2 separate regions of the Mus musculus genome follow, and region 2 is linked to region 1. A link is a contact called in public HiCAR-type data. All regions are on one chromosome and are shown on one strand. The core of a region is the stretch at or near the end of the contact, and the rest is flanking DNA. Distances in the headings are between cores, read along the strand shown. Region 1 has its middle 32 kb from the start of Gm40124. Region 2 has its middle 29 kb from the start of A930005H10Rik.

Evidence for each region. HiCAR-type assays count read pairs that join an accessible place to other places.
Region 2: a contact with region 1 is called in a HiCAR-type map of Th17 cells, with 2.7 times the contacts expected there. The contact joins two enhancer-like sites. A contact is called at or near these places in 1 of 15 datasets of contacts at CTCF or cohesin (the NIH/3T3 cell line), 1 of 484 Hi-C or Micro-C datasets (embryonic stem cells), 2 of 115 datasets of contacts at active chromatin or transcription factors (Th17 cells and embryonic stem cells) and 1 of 9 other capture datasets (embryonic stem cells).

Annotation. Positions count from the first base shown.
Region 1 is chr3:115,672,305-115,675,703 of GRCm38.p6, reverse strand. No RefSeq gene overlaps it. Among named protein-coding and RNA genes, the nearest start is that of Gm40124, 32 kb to the right of the region's middle. Within about 2 kb of position 1,758, at least 73 of the 459 cell types and tissues checked have an H3K27ac peak or open chromatin away from gene starts, as enhancers often do. A contact at or near this core is called in Th17 cells, where this site is marked.
Region 2 is chr3:115,857,434-115,860,832 of GRCm38.p6, reverse strand. No RefSeq gene overlaps it. Among named protein-coding and RNA genes, the nearest start is that of A930005H10Rik, 29 kb to the left of the region's middle. Within about 2 kb of position 1,877, at least 27 of the 459 cell types and tissues checked have an H3K27ac peak or open chromatin away from gene starts, as enhancers often do. A contact at or near this core is called in Th17 cells, where this site is marked.

The DNA.
Region 1 (3,399 bases), core at 509-3,008:
GAAAGATAAAAAGAATCATAAAAGAAGTTGCCTGTGGCTATCCTGCTCATGAATAGCAAACCAAGATTTAAACCCAGGCCTTCTGGCTCCAGAGTCTATGCCCTGAACTAACCTCCTTCCTCTTAATAAAAAAGTAAAACCATCATCCCTCCATTGCTTATCATCCTCTAAGGGTTTATCATTGCACTAAGACAATCCTAAGTCTCATCAAAATCCTCTGATGGCTTTGAAGACCCTTCATGACTTGGCTCCTCCTAAACACTCGACCTTGCTTTGCTTTGGTTATTTCTTACCGGTCTGGCAGTTGCCAGATGACTGACTCTGTAACATACTTCAGATCTCCCATCCCTTTCCCCAAGGCCTTCCCCTGACCACACAAGTAGGTGTTCTACTCATCTCTGGCATAACCCATAGCATGTACCACAGCCCATCCTTACCTTTGTTGATCTCCTGTCACATAATGTTGTGTTCTATGATGTAGAGGCTCAAAGGGAGTCTCATTAGACATTTTCAGACTTGAAGTCTTCTGTATCTTCAGCATCTTGTGTGCCTCTGGATTTTGGGCCTTATCCAAAAGACCAAAAAGTAATTACAGTACTTTAGTAGCAGAGACTCAGACGTATATCAAATGAGCAAACAAATAACCAGTAAATGAAAGGTAATTCTGAATTTGGACGACAGAGTTGAGTTTGGACTCACTCACAATGGTCATGGTTCCACTTGACTTTGATCTTGGGAGGCTGTGAACCATCTTAACTTGGCCTTCATCTGTAAAAGAAAGGTTGGTGCTGTAACGTCAGCTAAGAATGCATTGAAAACCCTCAACCTTTCTGAGCTGCAGCCATGATCATCCTTGTCTTTATCATTCCCCAGCTTCCTCAACGATCGTCAACCAGCCTGTGACATGACAGTCCTTCCGTCACAGCTTATCACTGTCCCAGTCAGCTTAAACTCTGGCTGGGGCCAGAAGTTTAAGCAAAGCTTGTTGTGTCCATCCTTAGGATGCCCATCCACAGCCACAGGCCTCTTTCTATTTCTCTCTTGTTTTCCATGGCCTTTCACCCAGTCCTTCTCACTTCTTTCTACAATTTATTTTTTGGTGTGTGTGTGTGTGTGTGTGTGTGTGTGTGTGTGTGTGTGTGTGTGTTGTATCATACCCTTCTTGTGGGAGTCAGGATAAACATTCTTTATTTCTCCATGTGTGTCCCAGAAATGAAACTCAATTCCCCAGACTTGCCAAGCAAGTACTCTCACCCATGGAGTGATCTTACCTGCCCTGTAGCAGTTTTAATAGTGTCTGACTTAACCAGCCTCCTTCCTTACTCAGTGCCTGCTGAGGTTTGACTAGGAAAAATTCCCCCTGCCCCAAAGCTCAGGTGTTAAGTTGGCTTGTTGCCGGCTGCTGGGATTTTTGAAGGGTAATTGAATTATGATGATTTTAACTTTATCAGTTCCACCATAGAGTTCTGACTCACCTCACAGTGGTCCAGGTCCAAAAGTAACAGAATAAGTGACCGTGTGCCTTGACTGTGAGCTAAAATAAAACTTTTCTGTCAAAATATTTTTCTCGGGTATTTTTGACACAGTGATGAAAACTGACTACCACAGCTCCACGTGAAAGGCACCTCTGGGAGAGTCAAGGTTTGTGTCCGTTCAGTTAACGGGACATGCTTGGCAAAGACAGGTATGCGATGCTGTCCTCAGACAGATTAACCACACTCCTGACGTAGCACACAATGGCTTCACTGTAAAGTTGAGCTGACAAGGCTGTGTTTACTCTTTTTCCTGGGTCACAGGAAACTCCACCCTTGAGAGCGGTTACTGGCAGAGAACGCTGATGTGGTCCAGCTTGTCAGGTAGATGCTGAAGAAAGATGGAAAAACAAATGCAAATTAGGGTTTAAAATATGTCGCCTGCGAGAAGACACTGGAAATGGGAAACTAAGGGGCAGGAAGGACATCCATCGGGAGCTCTAATGGCTTTCTGATTATTCGAAGGGAGTGGGCAGACGCTGTAGCTGCTGCAGGAGTCAGCCAGAGTAAACTTCCTGGAAAAGTACCGAATTATCCAGCTGCAGGTCTGCCAGCCAACTCCTAGGTTTCCAGCCTGCGACCTCGTTGAACTAATTCGTGGTCTTTTGTATGTATCATCTGCATACGATGAATGCTGGCCCCTCTTCCTGGAATAGCTTTGCTATGTCTGTTCTCTTTGTTGCTAGGGAGGACATTTACCCTTATCACTGTTCCTCTTTTGATCTTGGCACCCAGCTTATTGTCAGACCGTTACAGACCGAGTGAAAAGATGTATTCAGTGTCTCCCCGATATTGTTACAGTTAGTAAACACTGGAAAAAACAAAATTGGAGGCATATAGAGGATATTTTTATAGTAGAATTTGAGCATTTGGAATGGATCATCCTCCAAGACTGTGTAAACTAATGTCCAAAGGAAGGCTGGGTATACTTAGGAAGAAGAGCGGCATTCTGGTGACAGAAGGGTGGTGCCCTCTAAAGCCTGCCATAGGGGAAGTGAATGGGCATTGACCTTAGCCCTTCTCTACTAGCCTAGATGTTAAGCTGCCCACCTAGAGGGGGAACTGTGCCAGTCCTGAGGATGAGGTGTCTTGCTTGGTCCCTCAGAGCACCCATATTGCTATGATTTAGACCAAAGTCTCTGGCTAGCTTTGGTCATAAAGGGGCTACATTTTTGCTACATTTAATGCTGAATTTAAACTCTTATATTGTCCACAAACTGTCACAAAAGGAAGAGATGATATCACTAGATAAAGATACTCGTGTCCCCATGACACTCCACCCTCCCCCTCAATCACACACACACAATTAAGTGATGGCAGCTACCTGGTGGGGAGAGAGAAAATAATTATTTCCATCTCAAGCTAAGTAGCTTTTCTCCTACAAACTCCCTTCTCCGTTGTTCTTCCTTGGTGACTAGTTGTTAAAATTGTCACCTAGGAAGCTCTTGGCCTCTCCTTATTTGACAGTTTTTAAATGAGTCCTCAGTGAGATGGCTTCAGCAAGGCTACCATTGAATTTGTGATTTATTGGCCTGTTTATGTCTCTTACAATTCTTGATTGTTATCTGATAAGAGGAACCTGAAAATTTTGCACATATTGAATATTCATCTCTTCAATCAGTGCTGGCTCACCCAGGAGTAGGGGCAGTTTGATTGTTGATTGGGTTAGTAGCCCCATTCACAATCGCTTTTGATTTCAAGTCTCATTAAGATAATCATGGACTTGGTTCAATTAATCCTTTTATTGACATCATTACCGTGGGTGTTTATTCTGACCTTCGTATTAATGCAAGGATGCTTTCCCTGTATGTAAAGCAGTCATTCCTCATCCTCTGTATCCAACTGGTACCTCAAAAACGATGCCAAA
Region 2 (3,399 bases), core at 628-3,127, 190 kb before region 1:
CATATGTATGTATGTATGTATGTATGTATGTATGTATGTATGTATATAAAGGGTATCTTTTAGAATGACTTACAGCTAATACAACAGTAGCTAGCTATAACAGGAAATAAGAATCTGAATCTAAGAGTCAGAAGTTGCTGAGCCCACTAGGCTAGACTTCAGTATGTACTGGGATCCTGAAGAAGTAGGCTCTAATGCCAGAGAAGGAATGGACTTGCTAGCAAGAGTGAGAATAAGCAGGCAAAGAGCAAATCCTACCTCCTTCCATGCCCCATCGGCTTCCAGCCTCAAGAGGCATGTCTTCTCTCAGCTCAGAAAGATCTGGATTAAAGGTGTGTCTTCCTACCTCAGAGAGTCAGATTAGAAGTGGGTCTCTGTACTTTAAATGAAGCAAAAATACTTCCCAGGTGTGTTCTCCATTTTGGGATTTTAGTTAACTCCAGATGTAGTCAAGTTGACACAAGCCAGGTGGTGGTGATGCACGCCTTTAATCCCAGCACTTGGGAGGCAAAGGCAGGCAGATTTCTGAGTTCGAGGCCAGCCTGGTCTACAGAGTGAGTTCCAGGACAGCCAGGACTACACAGAGAAACCCTGTCTCAAAAAACCAAAAAAAAAAAAAAAAAAAAAAAAAGAAAAAAGAAAAAGAAAAGAAAGGAGGTTAGCAGGCATGATACATGCCTTTAATCCCAGCACTTGGGAAGTATAGGCACAAGGATCTCTGTGAGTTTGAGGCCAGCCTGCTCTACATAGCAAGCACCAGGACTAATAATAGAGAGACGCTCTTTCAAGAAAAAAAGAATAGCAGTCACAAACCCAGATCTTTTTGTTGTTGTTGTTGTTGTTGTTGTTGTTTGTTTTTTCGAGACAGAGTTTAATCCCAAATCCTGGGATTAAAGGCATGTGCCACCACATAAGTGTGTATACATATGAGTGGTTTGTGAGGGGAAGACTTGTGGTATAGTAATTTGTTTAGGTAAAATTAAGTAAGGTCAGTGAGATAGTTCAGCAAGGCAAAGGTACTTGCCATCATGCCTGGCCACTGAGTTTAATCCCTGGGACCCATAAGGTGGGAGGAGAGAAGTGGCCACTGCACATTGTCCTCTGACTTTCATCAGTCAAAGGACACACATGCCTCTCTTCCCTCATATAGACACACTAAATAAATAATAAATACGCAAAATATTTACATATTAATCACATTTTAACTAAGAAATTAAGATATCTAACAGCTAAGATAACAATCTTACAATTTAATCTATGGAGACCACTTTGCAACCAGACAATTCCCTGCACTTCACTTCTGTATACCAGATTGTTAACCAATCCCTGACACTATTAATGATACTCTGTTATGCTTGCAGACAGGAGCCTAGCATAACTGTCCTCTGAGAGCCTCCACCCAGCAGCTGACCAAAACAGATCCAGAGTCCCACAACCAAACATTAGACAGAGCTCAGGAAGTCTTGTGGAAGAGTTGGGGGAAGGATTGAGGAATCTGAAGAGGGTAGGGACTCCATAAGAAGACCAACAGAGTCAACTAACCTGGACCTTGGGGGCTCCCAGAGATTGAGCCACCAACTAGGGAGTATGCGTGGGCTGGACCTGTTAGGGTTCGAGATCATAGGAGAATAATACCCCAAACTCAAATAGTATGCAAAAGCAAAGAGTTTATTCAGCAGAATTTCCTGCATGCATGTGTGGGTTTCCCCACTTGGGAATTGAGAGCCTTGGTGGACTAGCAGGCCCAGCTTTTATTGTCAGGGGAATTCCAGGGAGGGGCGTGTGCCCTTTTGCCTTGATTGGTTAGCACTATCCCTAAGGGTTTGACTGATTTTATAACTGGTTGGGCTCAGGAGACTTCCCAGGGGGTGGTTTACTCATTCTAGCTACCTATTCTTACTTCAGGCCAGATGAAAAGGTGCCCTTGGATTGGCTGCACACTGCTGTGGTTGGCTGACTATGGATTCTTGGATTCCGATTCTCATTTCTGGGAAACAGAAACTTAGGCCTAGCCTCCAAAATTGCCAGTTTGCCGCCTGTCGTGGAGTCACCTCTGCTCTAGCTAACTTAGTCCTCTCAGACCTAGGACCCCTCCCCCCCCACGCACATGAAGCAGATATGCAATGTGGTATTCATGTGAGTCCCCCAACAACTGGAGAGGGACTGCCCCCGAATCTGTTGCCTGTCTGTGGATCCTGTTCCCCTAATTGGGCTGGCTACCTTGTCTGGCCTCCTGCAGTGACTTGATGTGCCAGGGTGGGGTGATATCCAGGGGGTCCTTTTCAGAGGAGAGAGAAGAGGAGGTATTGTGGGGGGGGGGGAGTCTGTCTGAGGAGGGACTAGGAGGAGGGGGTTGAGATCAGCATGTAAAGTGAGTGAATAAATTAATGGATGAGAAAACATGTGTACAGGGGATAACACTGGGGCAGAAGACTGGGTGACTGGAAGGGATGAACCTTGAGAGGAGACGAAGCAGCAGCGATAGAGCCAGCATCCTAAGGCAAAGCTCTGAAGCACACCAGCATAGATAATGGGGATGGGGATGGAGGGGGCAGGGACAGGAGAAAAGCAGGAGTAGTGAGGGATAAAACAAGAGAGGTGAGGGCAAGGCGGCCAAGTGTGCAGGGCCTTAGGCTACGGTAGAGATTTTGAAATTTGTGTCCAATGAAATGACTTCAGAAGCAAAGACTCCCTCCTAAAATTCAAGGAGCCCTGAAACAAAATGCCACAGTGCCCCCTCTTAACCAACTAAGGAGAACGGTCTCTACCCTGAATTATATTCTGAGTGGAGATGATTCTGTAAGATTACCAATAGTTCGGTTTTAGGAAAGGAAGAGTTGCCTAGTGATGCGACGGGGTCTGTGGTCGCTAGAGTTCTTAGAACAGCTCGACAGTTTCTCGGGGTTTCTGACTTTCACCTCTCTAAAGTGTTTGGCAGAAAGTTTCAGTAAAAGACCGCTGGTATTTTCCTAAGACTTTGGTGTATTATTGCTCTGACTCCGGTGTCAGAGCACCCGTTCTATTAGCCGTTCAATCTCAAATCCAACAAACATCTACTTTGTGCCTGTTACATTCCAGGACCCATGGAAAGTACTGACAGATGTGCGATTACTTCCGAATTCATGTCAGTCAAGGGACTGAGATTTAGACATAGGTAGGGGGTGATGTAGCAGCTGCCCGGTGTGTACTTGATGGGCAGTTGGACGGATGACAGATGGCAACTGTGAGAATGGTGCTGCTTCTGTCTGAGGATGTCAGAACGGAGCAAGAATTCATGTTTGACCATCAGCCCCATTAGGACGGGAGACGGCTCATCTTCTTTCCTGGATCTAGTACAGAAAACTATTAATGAATAATTAATAATTATTCATTATATTCAGAATAATTGATGCTCAGTAA